2 separate regions of the Oryctolagus cuniculus genome follow, and region 1 is linked to region 2. A link is a contact called in public Micro-C data. All regions are on one chromosome and are shown on one strand. Each heading gives the region's core, a stretch centred on a gene start, on an enhancer-like site or on the middle of the called end of the contact. The rest is flanking DNA. Distances are from core to core; before and after follow the strand shown. Region 1 has its middle 39 kb from the start of RCBTB2. Region 2 holds the start of ITM2B (integral membrane protein 2B).

Region 1 (3,629 bases), core at 1,000-3,499, 320 kb after region 2:
GGGAGTGAGCACTCCCATTCACTTGTTCGCTCTCAAAGGCCTGTAATGGTCAAGGCTGGCCCAGGGCCAAGGCCAGGAGCCAGGAGCTCCGTCCAGGTCTCCCATGCGGAGGCAGAGACTCACTCACTCGAGTCGTGATCACCGCCTCTGAGGGCCTGCAGCAGAGTTCCTGCACGTCGTCCCCCTGACTTCCAAACTCATTCACAGCGTATCCCTTCACCTCCGGAAGAATGTCTTGGATTCTTCCAGTTTTTGACAATTATAAATAAAGCTGCCTTAAACATTCACATGCAGAGTTTGCATAGTTAAAGGCTTTTGAGTAAATACCTAGCAGTATGATTGCTGGCTTGTACGTTTAGTTTTAGAAGCCTCCCAAGTTTCTCGCACAGGGGCTGCATCATTGCACTCCCAGCAGCACTGAGTGGGGGCTTCTGCCGTTCCGCATGCTCAGCTGCATTGGTGCTGGCAGGCTTCTGGGATGTTAGTCGTTCTGATCGGTGTGCCGCGGTAGCTCGGAGTTGCAACACGCACTTCCCCGGTGACAGATGACGTGCAGCACCTTCTCATCTGCTCATTTGTCAGTGTAGAGGTGTCTTCTTTAGAGAGGTGTCTCTTCAGTTCTTTTGCTTATCTTTAAATTGGATTTTTAAAAAAGATTCGTTTATTTGAAAGTCAGAGTTACAGAGAAAGGGAGAGACAGAGACAGAAATCTTCCATCCATTGGTATAGTCCCCAGACGGCTGCAGTGACCAGCACTGGGTCAGGCCGAAGCCCGGAGCCAGGAGCTTCATCTGGGTCACCCACGTGGGTGGAAGGGACCCAAGAACTTGGTCCATCTGCTGCTGCTTTTTCCAAGCCGTTAGCAGGGAGCTAGATATGAAATGGAGCAGCTGGGACACAAACCAGCACCCATAAGGGATGCCAGCACTGCACGTGGCGGCTTAACCTGCTGTTCTGTAATGCCGACTCCTCTTATCTGTTGCAAGAAGAGTTCTTTGTATAGTTTGGAGACAAGTCCTTAATGAGTCACATGTTTTGCAAATATTTTCTCCAAATCTGTTCCTAGTCTTTTCATTCTCCTAACTGATATCTTTCTCATAATAGAAGTTCTAATTTTAGCAAATCTCAGCTTATCAATTGGGTGTCTTTAATATTTAAAAGTTATGCCGGCGCCGGTGCTCACTAGGCTAATCCTCCACCTAGCAGCGCCGGCACACCGGGTTCTAGTCCGGTCGGGGCGCCGGATTCTGTCCCGGTTGCCCCTTTTCCAGGCCAGCTCTCTGCTGTGGCCAGGGAGTGCAGTGGAGGATGGCCCAAGTCCTTGGGCCCTGCACCCCATGGGAGACCAGGAGAAGCACCTGGCCCCTGCCTTCGGATCAGCGCGGTGCGCCGGCCACAGCGCGCCAGCGGTGGCGGCCATTGGAGGGTGAACCAACGGCAAAAGAAGAGCTTTCTCTCTGTCTCTCTCTCTCACTGTCCACTCTGCCTGTCAAAAAAAATTAATTTAAAAAAATTTTAAAAAAGAGTTACGCCAAACTCAAAGTTACCCAAATTTTCTCCACTATCATCTTCACTTTTTATTTCTTTTCACTTTAGATTTAGGTCTGTGATCCCTTTTGTATTAATTTTTATGAAAAGTGTAAAGTCTTAGCTTTGGAGGGCCTGGACCGGTGCCCTTGGCACCCTCCCTGAGTCTCACAGTGTCATCTCACCTTTCTGGCCACACCTCAGGGTCACAAGGTGGCCGCCACACTACCGGCCTCCATGCCACTTCCTGCTCTGTGACTGGCCACATTTGGATGTTTTTCCTGGAGGTGAAATGTCCAAGCTATAGAGACAATAGTCGACTTAAATCCGGTCCAGGAATAGCAACTGACTTCATGACACAGAATTGCTAAGCAACACAGAAAAAGACACTAGCAGATTCGCCAAGAGCCTCAGGTTCTCAGCATACACAACCTGGGTTCATCCTGACTCTTGGCCCCTGGCCGGCTGGGAGAGTTTGGATGTTCAAATGCTTCGTGCTTCAGTTCCCTTACCTTTAAAGTCCAGGGCGTCATAAAAACTCTTTCCTTGTGTTATTGGAGGATTAAACGACTTAGCTCAGAAAGAACTGGAATGACGCCTAGCACGCAGGAAGAGCTGCAAATGTGTTTGCTATTATCATTATTGCTTGCTCAGCATGTGAGTCACCAAAACCTCAAAACCAAAACTTCAGGCCCCTTATGCAACTTGTCATGGTTGGAAGACAAGCTGGGGCTGGAATCGGAGGAGTAGCTGAGTCATTGGAGCTCTCCTAGCCCTCACCAGTGTTCACGTTTCAGTGCCAATTCAGAATGGAGAGGTACTTGCACCAGGCATATGTGAGAAGGCTTATACTGGCTTCAACAATCATTCCATCTAGTGCTATCTCAGCAGAACCAAGGCCCGAGGAAACTAGGGACTGGAAAAAGCTTGCTCAGTCACCATTTCATTCTCCTGTCCTGTGAAGTCAAAAGCCACACCACCTCTGGTCCCAGCTCTCACCTTCTAAAGCAGGATGTCACCCAAAGACCTGTCCATCTCCCCAGGAAAGGACTCCTGTTGTCACAATCGGAATTTGAACGTTTATTGTGTTCAGAGATCGACAAGTTCCCTAGGGTGTTGGGTGCGGTCCAGAGTTCTAAGCAGAAAGGAAATTGTGCTCCTCTTTATAACACGTTTAGTAAGCAGTGGGAGGAAAAAGGAGACAGTGTTTTGGAGAGTTCTAGATTTCTTTGAAAGTTTCTCTGAAAACTTCCCCTTCCTCCTGCTTCCTCTCTTTCATATTCTCTTTCATATTCTCTTTCATATTCTGGATTTGGTGTGTGGTAGGATCGTCCAGACTTGGGGCTGGCGTTTGGCACAGTGGTTAAGATGTCACTTGGGGTGCCCGCATCCAGTGCTGGGGTGCTCTGGTTCAAGTCCAGGCTCTCTGATTCTGAGTCCAGCTTCCTGCTAATGCACACCCTGGAGGCAGCAGTGAGGGCTCAGATTGTTGGGTCCCTGTCACCCACATGGGAGACCCACATTGAATTCCAGATTATAGCTTCAGTCTGACCCGGGCCTGGCTGTTGCAGGTGAACCAACAGAGAGAAGATCGCTTTCTCTCTCCCTCTTTCTCTCTCTCTGTCTTGCTGCCTTTCGAATAAAGTGCAAACAAGTAAATAAAAATTTATAAGAAAAGTAGAAAGAGAGAAATATCCAGATCCAAACTCAATTTCCAGGAGCGAAACACAGGAAAGTTAGGCTGCATGAGACATGGGACTCTGGGCCTGGGGAGCTGCTCCAGCGACAAGGGATGGGCGACATCTGGGTCAGCAGTTGACAAACTCTCAGCTTCCCCCAAAGGCATGACTAGTTCACCCCTCCATCGCAGACCCTCCCGCAGCTGGGTTAGCAGGGAAGCCACTGATGGTGAAGAGGCGTCTATTGATGGCTATGCGAATGTGCAGCTTGCAAATCGGGAAGAACGCAGAGAGGGGGCATTGTTCGGGCATCTGGGGGAACTCCTAATAAGCTGTAATAACACCCTTTGTAACAGAGGTATTGGAGAAAAGGAAGAAGATGAGGAAATAAGAGAAAGGCATGTTTTGTGGAGGATTTTTCAG
Region 2 (4,020 bases), core at 933-3,432:
CACAAAATAATGAATGGTCTTTTATTCATGAGTCTTTTAAAATAGAAATCCTGGGGCAGGGGAGGATTTCTCATTCTGTCAACCTCATTTGTTCTTCCTTTGCCTCAGTTTCCTAATCTGTATACTAGTGTTGTTCAGGAAGAATTTTGTTTTCTTCTCTACATCTATTGACTGCAAAATGGGTATTTTGGGCATTTTCCCACTGTTTCATTTTAACATAGAAAGAACTAAGGAAGCATTAAATAAAATTACAGGAGGCCACTGTTCCCGGACTAAGCTCCTGCCCTGGGCCCCAACAGACGAGACTAAAAATCAAAATGGAGTCACTCATGCTAAAGTTCTACATTACCAAGCTGAAACAAAACTATTATTTGACCTTCTGAGAAACCAGGATTAGAGTGACAAAGTCAAATTTCCCAAACAAGCCAGTTTAACTGGTATGACAATAAAGTTCCTTCTGCCTTATCATTACACACAAAAAGGTAACCTGATATTAACTGCTCAGTTATACTTCTATTGTTCTGTCTCTCTGTCCTAGCCTCAAAAGGAAAGTGAATTTAAAGTGACCATCTCACTCTTTCATTTTTGTTTCTGCTTTCTACAGCCCTTTTCTGTCTTTTAAAAGCAACATCCTCTGCTGGGCTCATTGGAACACTTTTTTTGTTCTATGGAATGAAGTGAACCAGTAGTACTTGATTCTATAATTGGAAATGGAGCCAAAATCTTTAAACTAATTTGTAATTTTGCCCTTTGACAGATCGATGTAAGTATAGACATAGGAGCTTGCTTAAATAATTCCTTAATCTTCAGTTCTAATGTCCCAGGAAATCCGTGCAAGCAGGGCTCAGAGAGGTGGGGAGCAATGGCTAACTTCGAGAAATTGGATTCCATTTTTACTATCAAAAGTCAGTTCACGGGGTCAATTCAGAGAGTTGAAGCCTGTGGAAAGGAGACCCAGGGAGATCAAGTAAGTTACTGCTAATCATGTGACTAGCTTGTTTAAAACAAGCAAGAACTAGAACTCAAGTCTTCTCAGCCTGCGTTGAACACTTTGGAATTTCAGATTAGCCAAGAAGACCAAAGCGCTGAACTGGATTTCTCTCTCAGTCCCTGATGTGTCTGAAATATGTGCTCTGAAAAGATGCTGAGAACTTGGACTATTTCTCAGAGATTTCTGATCTGACATTCTACGGAGACTTCAAGACATCTAACTCTCCTTGAGCACAGCCAAATCCCCAAGAACCTCAAACTCAACCTACTTTTCTTGGGGTTGATCCAGGGCAGAGCTGACATAGTTGGAACATTCTGGAGCACACCCACAACTCTGGCTGAACCAGGCCAATCTTCTCCAATGGGAGAATGGTACAAAACCAAACCGTTTGTCCAAGGGGCCATCTGTTGTTAGTTAAAAACCCAACAGCCGTGTTGGCCAGTATCTGTTACAGCTTTCTCTGCGAAACCTCTTCAAAATAGGAGACACGAAGAGATTATCTTTCATTTTGCAGAAAAACAAGGATTCCTCACCGAGCACCGATTTGCCTTGAATCACAAATCAGCCCAGTGTGCAGGGTTTTTCCCCCCAAGTCTGCACAAGCGTGGAACATGTTGTTTTACCAGTGTGATTTGTTTGAAACAGATCTAAGAGTCTTCCTCCAAAGGGCTGTGGGATTAGGCTGGGCAGGCGCGGACATCCCGGGGAAGGCAGATAAAGAAAACAAGACAAGACTGCGTGAGGCACACCCTTGGGTGAGGTCCTTGGAACGGAGGTCAGACCCCAAGGGATAGAGAGAGCTTTGAATATTTCCGTGCTCCACTGAGGCGGATTCCTACTAAGAGCAAAAGGAGACGTGGACGCACAAAAATTCCGCGGTCTTGAGGCTCGCGGAGGGGCGGGGGCAGCGGCCGGGGAAGAGACAGCCTGGTGCTACCTAAAGTGGATCCATTGTACGCGGCGAACCCAGGAAAGTTCAGCCGATTTTCCTATGAACCTGCAACACTGAGTCCCAAGGCAAACCGGCCAGAAACGAGTTCAGAATCGGAAAGGCCAGGCGACTCAGGAGAAGGACCGACCCTTGAACCAAGCACGTCACCCCACTCCCGCGTTCCTCTGGCCGCTGGGCCTCCGCTGGGCCTCCGCTGGGCCTCGGGGCCCGAGAAGGGGCCGGCCCCGCCCCCTCGCCGCCGGCCCCGCCCCCGGCCCGGGGCTGCGCGAGCCGTCTCCGCCCTCGCGCTGAAGCTGGGTGGCTGCTAGGGCCGTGCCGCAGTCGCCGCCTCAGCCGTCGCGGAGCTGCCCGAGTCTCGTCTGCCGCCGCTGATCCTCGTCCGGAGCCCGGCCGAGGAGGCTGCAGCCGCAGCCGGGAGCCCGCAGCCCGCGCCTCCAGCCCGCCGCCGCCGCCGCCGCCGCCCTTCTCCGAGGGCGCCCCAGGCCGCGCCATGGTGAAGGTGACGTTCAACTCGGCTCTGGCCCAGAAGGAGGCCAAGAAGGACGATCCCAAGAGCGGCGAGGAGGCGCTCATCATCCCCCCGGACGCCGTCGCGGTGGACTGCAAGGTCCGAGCCGGGGGGAGGGAGCGGGGTGCGGGACCCGGCGGGAGCGGCTCCGGAGCGGGCGGGCGCTGCTCGCCCTCCTTTGTGAGGGAAGTGCGTGTGCAGGGAAGCGGCGCTCGGCGCTCGCCAGGCCCGGGAGTGGACGCGTCGAGAATTGCGCCGCGTTCCCTCTGGTTTGTGAGGCCCGGGCTGGCGGGCTGGCTGGCTTGGTTCCGCCTGGGTCCGGGCGGCGACAGCAACACAACAACAGCCGAGTCCGGGACTTCCCTTCCCAGGATAAATAATATCCCTAAAATGGCTGACATTCCAAGCCTAAACCTCTGTTGTTTGCTACTTTCGTTTCTAGCCGAGCAGCACTTGGACTAAGTCCAGCCACTGCGAGCGTCTTCGTTTTTTCAAGCATTTTCCTCTTCACTGCCTTTTTCCACGGCCCTTCGGTCCTGGCGGGTGAACCTCACCGTGGGGTCCGGAGAAGGGGGGGGACAAGGTGACAGACAGACTGCCCGGAGTAGGTTCTGGCCGTGTATCTCACAATGAAAACCGATTATTCCCAGTGAAGGTCAACTGTTAGGTAGATGTGAGGCTAAATCCAACAGTTGGCTTTCAGATCGTCTCACCGAGTGCTCCTACTGCTATAAAGAAATTTGCCCCCGGGTCCCTAATGAAATCCTCCTGCTGTGTTAACTTTTAGTTGCTTGCAGGATTATTCATTTAAGCTGAGTGGAATTGTCTCAAAAGTTACCTCTGCCTACCAGATCGTCTCTAGGCTGCAGAAATTCCATCCTGCAGAAGTTAACTGTAGAAGTTGGATCGCTTAGCTTATTTTTTCAGTATCACTTTTCAGGACCTGTAAATTTGTTTTTAAAAATACAGTCGTCTGTGGGCCAGGTGTGAGTGATAAAAAATTTTTATATGCTCTAATGAAAATTACTCCTGAAACGTAGGCCACTGATAGAAATTGAAAATGTAATGTTAATCTGGACTGCAGAACTGGCACGGGTCGATTTTTTTAAGTGACTGCCTTGCTTTGAAACAGGAACAGTGAACGGATTCCCTAAAAGGATTAAAGGTTTGGGGTTTAGGATTGGTATTGTTTTTCTGAGCCCATTGTAAACAGTCTTGGTCTTAAAAGAAAATGTTTGGAATGTATAGACAGAAATTTCAGTAGGAAATTATTATCTTAGGTCTTTAATATATTCCTTGGGTCTAAAATAGGTTGACAGTCAAGTACTCAATTACTACAACTCAGATATATACATTATTCTAAACGCTATTCCATGTATTTTTAAAATCTTATAAACAGATATAACTCCTCCCAGTTTTTTTTAAAAAAAAAAGAGAAGAGAAAGCACTGGATGATGTCACTTCAGACAGCTTTGCTGTGTTCCACTGTAGTGAAGGAGGTTTGAAACTCTGGGCAAATATGATTGCATTTACTGAGCTGCTTTAAATCTATCTTGACAGTTTCTGTCG

Evidence for each region. Hi-C and Micro-C count contacts between places; a contact is called where the count stands out from the background.
Region 1: a Micro-C map of ear pinna shows a contact between it and region 2, with 2.7 times the contacts expected there. The contact joins the enhancer-like site here to the promoter of ITM2B in region 2. A contact is called at or near these places in 2 of 6 Hi-C or Micro-C datasets (ear pinna and an unstated tissue).

The regions. Positions count from the first base shown.
Region 1 is chr9:67,571,527-67,575,155 of mOryCun1.1, forward strand. No RefSeq gene overlaps it. Among named protein-coding and RNA genes, the nearest start is that of RCBTB2, 39 kb to the left of the region's middle. Within about 2 kb of position 2,250, at least 4 of the 8 cell types and tissues checked have an H3K27ac peak or open chromatin away from gene starts, as enhancers often do. A contact at or near this core is called in ear pinna, where this site is marked.
Region 2 is chr9:67,251,188-67,255,207 of mOryCun1.1, forward strand. It overlaps ITM2B (integral membrane protein 2B), which reads left to right and starts at 2,183. Exons shown (of 6, transcript XM_002720722.4): 1 at 2,183-2,550. The coding sequence starts at 2,434.